Linked DNA regions of Mus musculus: regions 1 and 2 are each linked to region 3. A link is a contact called in public HiChIP or PLAC-seq data. All regions are on one chromosome and are shown on one strand. The core of a region is the stretch at or near the end of the contact, and the rest is flanking DNA. Distances in the headings are between cores, read along the strand shown.

Region 1 (4,750 bases), core at 484-2,983, 850 kb before region 3:
ATGGACTTCCATTCACAACTTGTATGGCTCTGCTACAGCAGGGGCCTGAAAGTCTGACGCCACAGTGCTAGGAATAGCTACCTACGCAACTTAAACACACGTTGTCGTTACTCCTGGGGAAATTCCACAGTTTACAAGGGGAAAGCTCACCTTTGTGGATTTTCTCACTTATGAACCGTATGTTTGAGCCCAAGCGCCTGGATGAGTTCCCAATCAGAAGGTTCTCATGTGCCTCTTTAATGGAGAGAACTGTGTGCCTGCTGCCTGACCACTTTTTCAAGATGCCCACAACAAGATGCCCAAGTGGAGCCGCAGCAAGGGCACACACCAAGCAAGAGATGCTTGCACTGCTTCTTGTGTTCCATCCTGCCCTTGGGACCCACACTCTGTCCTCGCTGCTCTATCTAATAAACGTTAATAAAACAGAAAGAAATACATGACGGCATGAGTCACCATAACTATATCAGAGCTGCAATAAAAGCAACGTGAAGCACAGCACAGATTGACCGTGGGAATGAAGCTGGCTGGGTGCCTCCTGCTGTCAGTCACAGCCAGAGGGAGAACTGGTCTTCTGTAGCTACTAGATGCAATGTTGCCAGCATACATATACTAAACATAAAATAGCCCTTCAGTGTAACACTTAGTCAGTGTTGAGTGTTTATTAAAATCGTGCCAAAAGTGAAAGGAAGAGAGTCATAGGGAAATAAATGTTCCATCACTCCTCCTCCTCCTCCCTTATCCAGCATTAAAAAAGTTGAAGGGATTTTTTTTTTTAAATCTGGAGACCCCAAAAGCTATGTAGTAAAACACAAAGACAAAAGGCTAGCTGTAATGCCATGGTTTTCCTGGCTGATTCAGAGCAGCTCTTCCCATCACCCTCTCGGTAATCTTCAAACAAGAAGTGGCAGTATTCAGCAAGCACAGTAACAGTAGGGAAGTGCACTCACCCAAAAGCAGAGTATACTAGTTTATTAGTTGTAATTACTTGGTTCTCAAGAATTCTGTCTTTATGAGAGAAGCAGTCCCATGTGGTGCCTTTTTAAAAATCTAATTTAGTAAGCACTAAATTTATTTCTATCTCACTAAATTGCACACTTCTTTGGTCGCTGGACATAGGGTTATCTACACATTCCTTTAACATCATGTGACATTTTAAAAGATGATCTGACAATAAGAGAGAAAATATTAGAGAACAGGGAAGGGGACTCCAGAGAGTGAAGGGCGGATGAGCAAAAAGCAAAACGGCAGTGTGGCCAGGAGCAAGCATCAGCTAAGCACTACAGCAAAACGGCAGTGTGGCCAGGAGCAAACATCAGCTAAGCACTACAGCAAAACGGCAGTGTGGCCAGGAGCAAGCATCAGCTAAGCACTACAGAAGCAGCACAGTGAAGCCAGTGTACTAGTATAATTGAAATGGTTATCGAAAGGGGGGCCTTTGTGTATGTTCAGCAGATGAACAAGCATCCAGTGGAACAATGTGCCACAGAGACTTTGAACAGAAGTTAAACAGAATGCTTTCAATGTCTGGAGACAGAGCTGGTCATTGAAGACCAGACACACTCCTATAGTGGCAGAACGACAGTTAAAACAGAAGTTAACTAAAGGTGGAAGAACAAGTGACCAGTGCAATGCATCCTCCCCGCACACTGGCAGAAGATGACATACATCCAGCTAGAACGTGGAAGAGGAGATGGAATCAACAGAGGAAGTGGACAAGGAGGAGAAACGGAAACCGAAAGCCAAGTGAGCAGGATTGAGCGGCCTACACACCAGCAGCAGTGCAGAGCCTCTGGGGACAGAGGCTGTGCTTCCTTGAATTACACTTAAGGAAATAACAACAGGTCTCCAAGAAAAAGAACATGCTGTTCTTTCACACTTGTAGACAAGAAGCAGTGTCCCAAAAAGATACACAGCATATTGTCCAGCCATCTTACCAGATGACTTCACGGTGACACCCAAGAACCACTGCACTATACCACCTAGGAACATGAGGCAAAGTGAGGTCTCAACAATAAAACTTTCAGGCTCTAGTTGGTATAAAACTGTGGCAGACACTTAAATGTCCTGATTCACATTTTCACCATGGCCAGCAGCTCTGTGACAAGTTGTCAGGTTTCACAACAGCTCTACAGACATCTAGGAAAACCAGAAAACTTGTCACCAATGGTATCAGACACGTTATTTTATTAAATAATGAAGGATTATCCCGAAGAAAGTTATTTTATTAAATAATGAAGGATTATCCCGAAGAAAGCAGCTACATGACTGAGAAACAGAATGTTTTGCCAATCATGATTAGCAAACTTAATATAATTACCTACTTTGTAGATTTTGATGTCAAGGCCAAAGCATCCTTATAATTCTTAATTTTTATTGTCATTGTTAAATCCTACAATTCTCCCCTGTACAAGATTTAAAATCAAAAGCCCTCACTGGTATACTGTGTCATTACCTCAATATATATTAAAAATGTATCTACGCATACAGTGCAGAAAGGGAATATTAAAAAGAATGTGCCTGCTTAAATTATAATGAAAATTCCTGTTTAAAACGTGTGTGTGTGTGTGTGTCCCAGGTGGTGGTGGCACACGCCTTTAATCCCAGCACTCGGGAGGCAGAGGCAGGCGGATTTCTGAATTCGAGGCCAGCCTGGTCTACAAAATGAGTTCTAGGACAGCTAGGGCTACACAGAGAAACCCTGTCTCAAAAAAAAAAAAAAAAAAAAAAAAAGTGTGCGTGTGTGTGTGTGCCCGCGCGCATGTACACGCACGCATGTACGATTTGCTATTTCTATTACTCATCACAGCTATCACAGCTTTATGACAAAAAGAAAAGGGGCTTTAATTGCTCTCAGTTTAAAGACTTTTTAAAAACTAAGGCTCACTGGGTGGTGGTAGTGCACTCCTTTAACCCCAGCACTTGGGAAGCAGAGGTAGGTGGTGCAGCCAAGGCTACACAAAGAACATCTGCCTCAAAAAAACCAATAAACAAATACAAACAAGCAAACTTACATACATACATGCATACATACATACACGCATATATACATACATACTTAGACTCAAAAAGCTTATTACGCCATAATTCTAGCCCAAATTCTTCCAAGTCAATTCTCACTGTAGAGTTCTGCCACTCTTTCACTCGATGAAAGCAATGGGAAAAGTAGGTTCTCACCACAAAGGCAGGAAGGAAATGTCTAGTGTATGTCAGTAACGGGGGAGACTGAGACCATAAGGAGCATGCAACCCTGGCCTGCCCAGCAGAGTGACCCCCTGTCACTGCAGGCCTATTTCCCAGGTGTACCACACAACTACTGGCATTTTCTATGGCAGCCATAAATAAAATTGAGAAACACTACAACTGAGACATAATGTACAAAATCTTAAGCAAATTAAGTTTGACAAATACAAGCTCCATGAAATTTATTATATTACCCATAAAAAAGATGTATATCAATAATTTAACAAAATCTTACTTCAAAGACTCCAATTAAATTTCATAACCAAGAAAGTTATAAACAACTTGCCTCAAGAAACTTGAAGCCACCAATCAGCAGGAAGTAGTCTAATGATGTTATTCCTTTCCAAACCCCTGACTTTATTCAGGAATCTCTTTCCATTCCTCTCTATCCTTTTTGCTCTCTTATATAGTAGTAGGGGATTGAAAAGGTAGAAGAAAAAAGTGGAGAAGGGTGAAGAAAGAAGAACTCAGAAAGTAGGCTGTTGCGTGCTCAACTGGCCAGGAAGAACGACGCTGCTACAGGATCCTTCTGCACACGTTTATTCAGTCCTGTTTCTTCTTTCTCTATATTTCCCTTGTTTATATCTCCCTTGTTTATATCTCTCCCTTGTTTATATCTCCCTTGTTTTTATATCTCCCTTGTTTTTATATCTCCCTTGTTTTTATATCTCCCTTGTTTATATATCTCCCCCGAACCCTGGGCCTCTCACTCCTTTTATACTCTCAGTTCCCATCCACGCACAGCAGGCCACGCCACCTCACCAGGCATGCAGCTTCAGCTAATCAGGGCAGCAGGGGCAAATCTCCACCAAATTGGATTCACCTGTATCCTGGTACACCTGCGCAGCACTCAAGATGTTTGTGTCTTATATGAGGAAGTCAGGTGCAAGTCATATGACTTAGCTGCAGTCTCTGGCGCCTTTGGGACTGCCGCCACACCCGCTCCCCACAATTCCCCCTTTTTTCTTTTTTTTTTTTTTTTTTTTTTTATTTATTTATTATATGTAAGTACACTGTAGCTGTCTTCAGACACTCCAGAAGAGGGCATCAGATCTCATTACGGGTGGTTGTGAGCCACCATGTGGTTGCTGGGATTTGAACTTCGGACCTTCGGAAGAGCAGTCGGGTGCTCTTACCCACTGAGCCATCTCACCAGCCCCCGTGAGTTTCGGCACCACTTGTTGCGTGCTCAACTGGCCAGGAAGAACGACGCTGCTACAGGATCCTTCTGCACACGTTTATTCAGTCCTGTTTCTTCTTTCTCTATATTTCCCTTGTTTATATCTCCCTTGTTTATATCTCTCCCTTGTTTTTATATCTCCCTTGTTTTTATATCTCCCTTGTTTTTATATCTCCCTTGTTTTTATATCTCCCTTGTTTTTATATCTCCCTTGTTTATATATCTCCCCCGAACCCTGGGCCTCTCACTCCTTTTATACTCTCAGTTCCCATCCACGCACAGCAGGCCATGCCCCCTCGCCAGTCACGAGGCTTCAGCTAATCAGGGCAG
Region 2 (4,771 bases), core at 2,087-4,586, 970 kb before region 3:
CTGAAACCTCAAAGCCTACCTTAGTGACAGTTATTACTAATTGCACTTAGGCAGGTTCACAATCAAAAGGAAAAAGTGGAGCAAAAGAAATAGAGAATACACAGCTTAAGAGAAAAAGAACATCAGGAAATGTAATGTTGGAGCCCAGGCTTGTGCTGAAAACTAAGAAGGCTAAAGAAGGCCTGGTCTGGAAGGGAATGGAGGAAGCAGTAAACACAACGCAAGACCCCACCCACCCAGCTAAGTTTTCAACTTTGAAAAGGCCAGATTTGCTGCTCCTAAACATAAACAACAAAATGAGAGCTGCCTTTGATGTGACTAAAGGGTTGGTAGTCAAACTTGGCAGTGTCCTCCACATGGCTGTGGGCTTTAGAACTGTGAAAGATACATGAGTAACGGAGTTATAGAATCTCCCTCCATTGTTAAGAAGAGCCACAGAGGCCAGGCATATTGCACTGGAGTCCCTTAAAAGAGAGGCCTTGAGAGACCATCGAATGAAGCTATGATATTCTTGGTTTGTGTCGGAAACCCCAAGATATTATGGGTGCCAGATCCATGGGTTATCAGTCAAGGAGAGCTACACGGTAGACGTGAAAGCAGCAGAACGGAGAAAGTGTGGTGCAGGAAGCAAAGCTAGAAGAGTGGAGCCATCTAAGCCCTTTGACATCAGGCTTTAGAGTTTGTAGTGCTGGGTTTCAGTCTCGCATAGGCCCAGGATTTCCCATGTTCAAATTCCTTCCTTTTGGAGTGATAAGGTATATTTTGTGCCACTGTATGTTGCAATTATGTGATATGATTTCTTATTTTACGGTGGGTTCAAGTGAGAAGAGTCCCTTGGGTCTCAGAAGAGACTTTGGATTTTTAAACTGTGTTGAGTCTGTAAAAAACCATGGGGATTTTTGAAGTTGACCTAAATGCATTCGGTATTGTGATATGGCCACAAGCCCATAAGGGCCAGGAAGTGAGGTGTGGTAATGTGAATGAGAATGGCCCCAAATGCCCATATATTTGAATAGTTAGTTCAGAGTTAGTAGAAGTGTTTTGGAAGGACTAGGAAGTGAGCCCTGTTGGAGGAGATGTGTCACTGGGTGTAGGGCTCTAAGATTGCAAAGGACTCGTCTAATCCAACTGCTTTCTTGGCCACATGGAGGTAGATCAAAACGTGGGCTCAAAACACATTTTTGTCTTTCAAGCTCACCTTTCTTTGACTTGCGTAACATGAATGATAACACACTCAACTGCATTCAGATGGTTGTTTCCATTCTTTCAAAGGAGACTCTTAGAATTTTTAAGATTTTCCACATTATATAAGCAGTGAGGTACAATATTTAAAATTCTTTAATATCTTCAAATGTATATACATTAGAAAGACTATATGTGATATGGTTGGACATTCCCCAAAGGCCTATAGATTAAAGGAATGGACATTAGTCTGTGAAGAAAATGGAAGCCTGTGGGAAGACATGGAAACCTAACGGAAGGATTTCTGTTCATTCAGGAATGCCCTTGACTGGGACATACAGAACGCAACCCCTTCCTCCTTTCTCTTCATCATGTCCCAGTCATATGTGTGCACTATTACTCCCTAGTATGATCCCTGTCATCGGATTCCCAAGAGCATATAGGACCACCGTAGACTTAAACCTCCTGAATTACAATGCAAAATAGGCCTTTTCTTTTCATAACTGATTTTGGCAGATATTTTGTTATAGTGACAAATATAGAAATAAGATATAGATGATACATAGGTAAGTAGGAAGGTAGATAGATAGATAGATAGATAGATAGATAGATAGATAGATAGATAGATAGATAGATAGAGATGATAGATAGACAGACAGGAAGTAGATATATTGATCCACTAAAAATTCTCTAATAGCGCAAGAGCTACATGATGAGAGCCACTAAGAAGACAGGTTATGGTCAACAGGTCTGCATATCAACTGTGGAAGACAGAGCAGGAAGGCACAACAGTTTTCACCTTCCAAACATGCTATAGACCAAGGGTTAAAAGTAATCTAGCAATGGCAGGCCATTGTGTTACTTTTTATTAATCCAATGTGTCTTACCCTTAAAATGTACACATTTGGACCAGAGAAAGGTGCTTGCCCCCAAATGCATGAACCTGAGGCCATATGTGCAGGACTTCTACAATGGAAGGGAAGAAATGACACCTTGAAGGTGTCCTCTAACTTCCACATGCATGCGGTGGCACACAAAATACAAATGTAAAACCACATTAGCTTCTTAAGCATCTGGTCCTAGAATGGTCTTTTAAGGATCGTTTATACAGTCAGCCTAGCAACCTTAGAGAGAAACAAGTGGGCTTCACTTGTACCATTCTAGCTCAGCTAAATTCTGGGATATAATTTAGTATTTTAGGGAATTAAAATAAAAGGGGAGATGTGACAAGATATGCTAAATGGGCAAGGCCATTTCAGAAAGTGTTATGAACCAGGAAGACATTAAATATTCAAATATCGCCATGATTTAAAGTGCGGATTTTCTTACCTCCTGCTTTGTCCCTGCCCTCACTAAGCTGTTAATAAGTTCTAGTATCTGTTGAGTTTCATGGTGATTTTAAGATCAGGTAAATGATTTTAAGAACTTGAACATAAATTATCAATTCACTCAGAAGTAAATATTCCACTTCTAGACATCTAAGTTGATGACAGGCAAAGATCACGGGGAACCTTAGCCAGTGACAGTGAAAAGAGCTTTAGCGGGAGCTGACGCCTTGCTGCAAAAATAATCTTTGAAGCACGTTTTCCGTTTTAAAGGCGAGCCATGGCGAGTCCCTCAGCTGTGACACTAAGATGTTTCCTTTTCCTTGCCTCATTCTAGGGTCTGTGGAAAAGCAGGTACAACAGTGATGAAGGATTGCTTACAGGCTTGTATCTCAGAGCATCTCGGTAGGAGCCAAACAAAGCCGCCTGAGCCCTCAGAAAGGCCCGAGCCACTCCATCTCCCGTAGCTGTGGACTGCTTCTTCAGCTTATTTTTCAAGGCCGAGACCTGCATGGCAGAGAGGAACAGTTAAATTAACACCTCAGAAATTGGTACAGCGAGGTACGAACCCAATCAGCAGGCAAAGCGCAATGTCTGCAGGTCAGCCAAAATCCATCCTCCTCCCAGATAGCTTATCTTTTTAGCTGCACAGAGCACCTGCTGCTCTGTTAATTGAAACAAGAGCGAGAGAGGATAGCAATGTGCTAATGCAAATTGGTTTATGCTCTCTTTTTTCTCCCAAGGCCTCTTGACATAAATAAGCTTTAATTATTTACAGTAAACTGCTTGTGAGGCACTTTTCTGCAGATTTTTAGCAATTATAACGTGTGTCTACTTGTTTGGAGATAAAGCTGGCTCAGGAGCGCTCGTTTCTGTGGTGCGTTGTTATTTGTTATGAGTCCTGCAAGATCATTTACAATTTTATTTTCAGTTTGGAGGCATCATTTGCATAAGTAATTTTCGCTTTTTACCATTAACAGAAGACAAGAGAGAAGAGATAAAGTTATAGAGACCATATCATGAGTAGAAAATTATGTAATAAAAGTGTTTTACATTGTCTCATTTAAATTTCATCACATTTTCCTAAGAAAAACATTCATGCTCTCATTTAGAAATAAAAAGAAGTTGGGGCAAATGGCAGGAACTACTTTGTTTCCACGACTGGCTACTCTGGGGTAAACTTGGGACACAAACCCCGTGTCCCCTGTTTCTTACCACCACATGCTAGACTGGAGTTCTATATCACTGATACATTAATCAGTGATCAGAACAAATACGAATGTTTTGAAAACAGAGATAGTTTATCTGGGAATCTGCAAACCTTGAAAAACTTTTGAATTATTACAATATTTCCTGCCAACTCTATCTTCTTTCTAACTTCAGGTGCTCTGCAGCTACGCCCACGGACTGACTTTTATTGGGCTCACACTCAGGGTGTTTACTCTTTTTATTCATTTCACTAACTATTGTCAATCAAAATAAAAAACGAAAGTCTCTACTCATGAAAACACAAAATTCCATATTCATTCCTTATCAATGTTTTAAACAGAAGAGTGTAGGGGCCATCCTCTGTGGTCAAGGGGAGGCAGGAGGGGGAAGAACTCTGAGGGGGACAGGGGCAGCATCTGGGATGTAAATGAATAAAATAATGAATGAAAAATAAAGAAAAATGTGAAGTTGCATCCCAAGTCTAATTTCTAATAGAAATAAAAAATAAATTTAGTTAAATTTAACTGTATTACTCTCCTAACACAGCATATTATCTGTATAGACTCCCAGGTAATACAATCATATCACTTATCCTTTACATACATGCAAGTGGGAATGTTTTTATTTCTTTGTTCAAGTAGTCCTGACTACTCTTGTAGATGCTGATTGTAATTGAAGTGTGAACCTAATTAACAACTAAACTTTGAATAATGCTAATGAGAAATGAACACAGCATCAGAGGGAAGACCAGCTCTACAGGTGATAAACCTTCACAGTAGTGACATTTTCGAGTGTAAAGTCACAGTTACTGTGATCTCATCAAAGAAACAGACCCCCATTGGGTCCAATTATAACTATAGTTTTGAAAAATTATCGAGTTATGGTATTCATAATCTATGCAGAAAGGCCTTTGTGGTATAGGTCTTCTCCCCATAGCTGTGATCTTTTCAATTTATATCCAAGCTCCACAGATTCAGATGAAAGTTTAGAGCTTAATTCATTTAGTCACAAAGTGCTAAACCTGATTCATTTCAGAGAAAGCTTTTATTTTCAAA
Region 3 (4,618 bases), core at 1,113-3,612:
AATAGGAAAGACACATATCAGGACTCTTTAGAGTTTGGTTGATGCTGCCATGTGTGTGTGTGTGTGTGTGTGTGTGTGTGTGTGTGTGTGTGTGTATGTGTGTGTGTGTGTGTGTATGGGAGGATGCCTGAGAAGGCAGACAAGAACAAGGAAGTAACAGGCCTCAGACTTCAGGAGTTCAAGAACTTTGTTCCAAACTTGAGGATCTTCTATTACTAAGTGAAACATTATAGAGTTTTGTGGAAATCAGGTTCTTTGGATTCTGTATGACCTGGGATTTAGGTTTGGTGCTGTTGCTTAGTCTGTTATGAAACAGATTACTTAAGCCACCTATGTCTTCCTTTCTCATTTAATAACCCAAGAGGAATGCCATTCATCAAACAAGGCTATGACCGTTTATTACAGATCCGCATGTTAGGTAACCCCCCATCATAAGATTATTTCTGTTGCTACTTCATAACTGTAATTTTGTTACTGTTATGAATTATAATGTAAATATCCCTGTTTCCCGATGGTCTTAGGCTACCCCTGTGAAAGGATTGTTCGATCTCCAAAGGGTTGCCACCCACAGGTTGAGCACTGCTAATCTAGAGCCTAAACTTAAGTAGCATAGACACCTAGTAAAAGGGAAAGTCTCTCAACCCTTATGAATGACTTCCAGAGCGACAAATGTAGCTCAGTTTGTAGTGTGCTTGCCTAGCACGTATAAAGCTTTACATTTGATTCCCAACATCACAGGAGTCCAATATGGGGGTGAGTGTTGGTAATGCCAGCACCAGCATGACAGAAGCAGGGAAAGAAGGATTATAAATTGAAGGTCATCTTGGCTGCACAATGAGTTTGATAACCATAAGCAACCATGAAGCTTAGGCTACATGAGACCCTGTCTCAGACCCACGAACAAATAAAACGAATGTCTGAGAATTGGAGGTCTAGGAGCCCTGAGTAGGAAATCTAGATCCAAGTAGGTGTTTGGGGATTTTTAATTTTTACAGCGTCGCCTGAGGCCCTGCATTGTCTGTGTAGCCAAGTATGAGGATGGCCTGAAACTTCTGAGTCTTTTGTTTCCACTTCCTGATTACTGGGGTTATAGGAAGAAGCGACTACATCTGATTCTGGCTCTTCTGGGGCTTCATCTCAGGGCCTCCTTGATGTTAGGTAAGGGCTAGTACAACTGAATTGCAGCCCTAGACCCAGGCAGACCTTGAATAGACTTCCTGGAGGAAGGATGGTTTTTGTAACACTTAAATCAGTGGTTCTCAAGCTTCTTAATGTTGTGACCCCTTTAATACAGTTCCTCATGGTATCGTGACCCCCAACCATAAAAACGATTTCTGTTACTACTTCATAGCTATAATTTTGCTACTGTTATCAATTGTAATGTAAATATCTGGTAAGTAGAATATCTGATATGAGACTCCTCCAGCGGTCATGACCCACAGGTTGAAAATCAGTGAAATCGAGGTAAGATGCAGGCCGCCTGAAATATTACAACAGGTGTCAGGATTCAGCATGCTACTTATTTTATTTCAGACAGACAATATCCTTTCTGCTGACAGAAAGCCTGAAGAACTGGCCCAAGATGAGTTTTTCTTAAGCAACTAAATAGGCGATATCTCACAACCCCAATATTGTTTATGAACATCGGCAGGCTATTTTCATATTTTTCTTTATCATGGAACAATAAGGTAATCAACATGTAAGAGTGTTAGTAAAAATCCTCACCATGGAAAAATGTTTCCAACACAGGGCAAATGACTGTCCGTTGATATGCCCAGGCAGAGGAAAGACCAGCATGCATCTCTCCTTCAGGCCTTGCTTTCATGGTACTATCAGGTGTAACATTTAGGAAGTTATCCAACTTAAGTAGTTTAGCTCATTGGCTCCCAAAGATGGTGATACTGTACTTCCTACTGGTAGGTATTATTTTAGTACATTATAACAGAGGATTCTTCACAAATATGGAAAAAAATCCTGCCTGATTATCTTTGATCATTTCATAATCTTGAATGGAAAGGAACATGTTCCATTTTCTATTAGACTTTTCTTATTGTAATATGTTCAGTCCGAGTTTCATTACACAATTCCTGTTTGTATTTTTAAATATAAGATGGGATTTAATATTTTGACATTAAAGTATCATTTGTAAGTTACCTTGCAAAGGGAAGTGCCTCTGAAATCAAACCAATCATTATACAAAGTTAGCCTCGTTGTTGAAATACGATTTCACTAGAGCAAAGTCAAGTCAACCTGAAATTCGGTATTTCGTAGCAGTTAAAGTGTGCAGCCAGGCGGCTTCAACATGAGCTAGAGAAGTTGCGGTTTTACCCCGAGATAGGGCTGATTATGCTGGTGCTATGGCAACCGGTTGCACCATTTGGAAGCTCTTCTGTGCTTAACCGCATGAGCTGCGCCTCTTCCTTTCCTATAAAGACTTAGAATGAGAAAAACAGAAGTGTGCGAGGAGAAGAAACCACAAGGGCAGTAGAGGCACTGCTGCGAGCGAGCCTTTAGCTTTTGCAAACAGCAGCCGAACAGCACACCGAAAACCTCTCCGGAGGAAAGCTGCCTCTCTCTTGCTTTTCCCATTATGCCTGTACTGTAATGATTTTGAAAGCGCGCCAAGTGTTTCTGTTCAGCACTTTCATGACTGAGAGATGAGAAAAAATTAGTTGGGCATTTATCAACCTTGGCTTTGATTATCCGCTGCTCTGGGGAGATTGGAGGACTGGGTGCAATCTTGGGGGAGACATTTGATACTCTTCATGAGACTGATAACAGTTTGGTGGTAGATGTCCCACAATGTAGCTCTCATTTTCTGTTTATTTTTTGTTTAAGCTAACACCACACACACACACACACACACACACACACACACACACACACACACGCCATCGTTTTATTTGTTTTGAAATCTTGAAAATACTAATAAGGACATATTCAAACTTGTTTTTCTATTTTTTAATTTTTTCTATGTTTTTCTATTATTGTTTTTCTATTTTTCTCTCTGAGAGGGTCTGGGCAGTCAAGCCAAGCTGCTCTCCTCATTCCAGTATGCTTCAGGCTTCTCGTTATGTGTCCTTTCCCTGTAAACAATGAAAATTTTCCTTTTGTACTGTCACCGTCTAACAATTTTCACTTTTACCAGCATTTTAGTTAGCGTTCACAGTGGTGAGTGTGATTGTGGACATTTTTATACGTATGCATTGTTCTTTGTCCTTCCCCCAGAGCGCTGCCCCCTTTCCTCCCCTTCAGGCCCTCTTCCTCCCCTAAGAGCCATTCCTTCTGCTTTCATGCCTTATACGGTCCATTAGCCTTTTATTATTTCCCTTCTCCTCTTAGAGTTCTTTCTTCCATCTCATCAGCCACATTTTATTTTATGCCTTTTATAAGTTACACACACACACACACACCACAGAGAGAGAGAGAGCTACAGCTCCACATAAGAACAAAACATGTGATATACATCTTCCCAAGGCTAGCTTATTTCATTGAACATTATAATTTGATCTAATTTCCTGTGAATGTTGTGACTTACTCTTCTTTACAGCAGAATGCAATTGTGTATGTGTGTCTTATGTAGAGTACCTGGCTAACTGTTTCATTTTTAATGATAATGTTTTTGGGGGTGTGAGAGTACATGGCTATAACCCTATCACTTGGAAGACTGTGGCAGGAGGAGCATTGTAAGTTGGAGGGTGGCTCAGGTTGCATACCTAGTTTAAAGCATGACTAGATCTTCTCTCCTACAAAACACAATGCAGGAAAACACTACTGCCTTTCACTGTGTCATCCTCTGGGTCCCATTTTGATGGTGCATATAAGGTATTCTGATCATTGTTAATTCTTTCCTAGCTGTTCAGCACAAATACTGACTTTAATATTAATTTTTTTCTTATCACAGTGCAGTTAAATAAGCCTTTTTATATCAGACAGATTGTCAGTTAAGTTTAAACTTTACATTCTCTAGATTTGCACCTATTTGTTTATGATATTTATCTCTAAGTAAGAAGAGCGTGTTATCTGCTTTACCGAATTGCTGTAATGTTATATAAAGTATAATTTAACCTCATTCAGCACCTAATATTTCATAAAACATCACTCAGCACCGTGTCATACACCTAGTATTTACTGGAAATAGTGACTTTTATTCTTGGCCCTGAAAACAGTAAAGCATTTTAGCACGGGTGCCAACACGTGTGGGTGCCTCTATATAATCCGTTCACTATGATCTTACTCTATTTCAGAGGAAGTAAAGAGTTATAAAATCATACATAGTAAAATGTTAATTAGTACAGTTAGATACTTTTTGCTACCTGGCACATATTTTCAACATCAGGTTTACACTTCTGGATAAAAAAAAATGGAAAATAGATAGCCACCGAAGACTAAAATAGATATTCTAAGTCTAAAATTAGGTCTATCCTGGGAACTGTCTCAGACGAGTGAGTGGGTGGGGAAATATCGCCACCAGCAATGCTTCCTCTTCTACCCAAATCTCTACTCCAACGTAAGAAAATAACAAGCACACAGGTCGTGTTGTGGCCGCCTACAGTCTCATTTTTGTACAGAGTTTGTGCTGTGAACCTGGTTGTCAGCCCACTAATGATACAACTAC

Evidence for each region. HiChIP or PLAC-seq counts read pairs in DNA pulled down with a chosen protein or histone mark.
Region 1: a contact with region 3 is called in an H3K27ac HiChIP or PLAC-seq map of microglia, with 5 times the contacts expected there. The contact joins two enhancer-like sites. A contact is called at or near these places in 1 of 484 Hi-C or Micro-C datasets (cortical neurons) and 3 of 115 datasets of contacts at active chromatin or transcription factors (large pre-B cells, microglia and pancreatic cancer cells).
Region 2: a contact with region 3 is called in an H3K4me3 HiChIP or PLAC-seq map of embryonic basal ganglia, with 5 times the contacts expected there. The contact joins two enhancer-like sites. A contact is called at or near these places in 3 of 115 datasets of contacts at active chromatin or transcription factors (embryonic basal ganglia, embryonic limb bud and large pre-B cells).

The regions. Positions count from the first base shown.
Region 1 is chr1:138,979,429-138,984,178 of GRCm38.p6, reverse strand. All of the region lies in intron 2 of Dennd1b (DENN/MADD domain containing 1B), which reads right to left. It also overlaps the pseudogene Gm18553. Among named protein-coding and RNA genes, the nearest start is that of 4930596I21Rik, 4.1 kb to the right of the region's middle. Within about 2 kb of position 1,733, at least 114 of the 459 cell types and tissues checked have an H3K27ac peak or open chromatin away from gene starts, as enhancers often do. A contact at or near this core is called in cortical neurons and microglia, where this site is marked.
Region 2 is chr1:139,100,211-139,104,981 of GRCm38.p6, reverse strand. It overlaps Dennd1b (DENN/MADD domain containing 1B), which reads right to left. Exons shown (of 22, transcript NM_001166501.1): 13 at 2,889-3,014. Among named protein-coding and RNA genes, the nearest start is that of Gm41960, 65 kb to the left of the region's middle. Within about 2 kb of position 3,336, at least 7 of the 459 cell types and tissues checked have an H3K27ac peak or open chromatin away from gene starts, as enhancers often do. A contact at or near this core is called in embryonic basal ganglia, where this site is marked.
Region 3 is chr1:138,134,380-138,138,997 of GRCm38.p6, reverse strand. All of the region lies in intron 1 of Ptprc (protein tyrosine phosphatase, receptor type, C), which reads left to right. Among named protein-coding and RNA genes, the nearest start is that of Ptprc, 38 kb to the left of the region's middle. Within about 2 kb of position 2,362, at least 201 of the 459 cell types and tissues checked have an H3K27ac peak or open chromatin away from gene starts, as enhancers often do. A contact at or near this core is called in cortical neurons, embryonic basal ganglia and microglia, where this site is marked.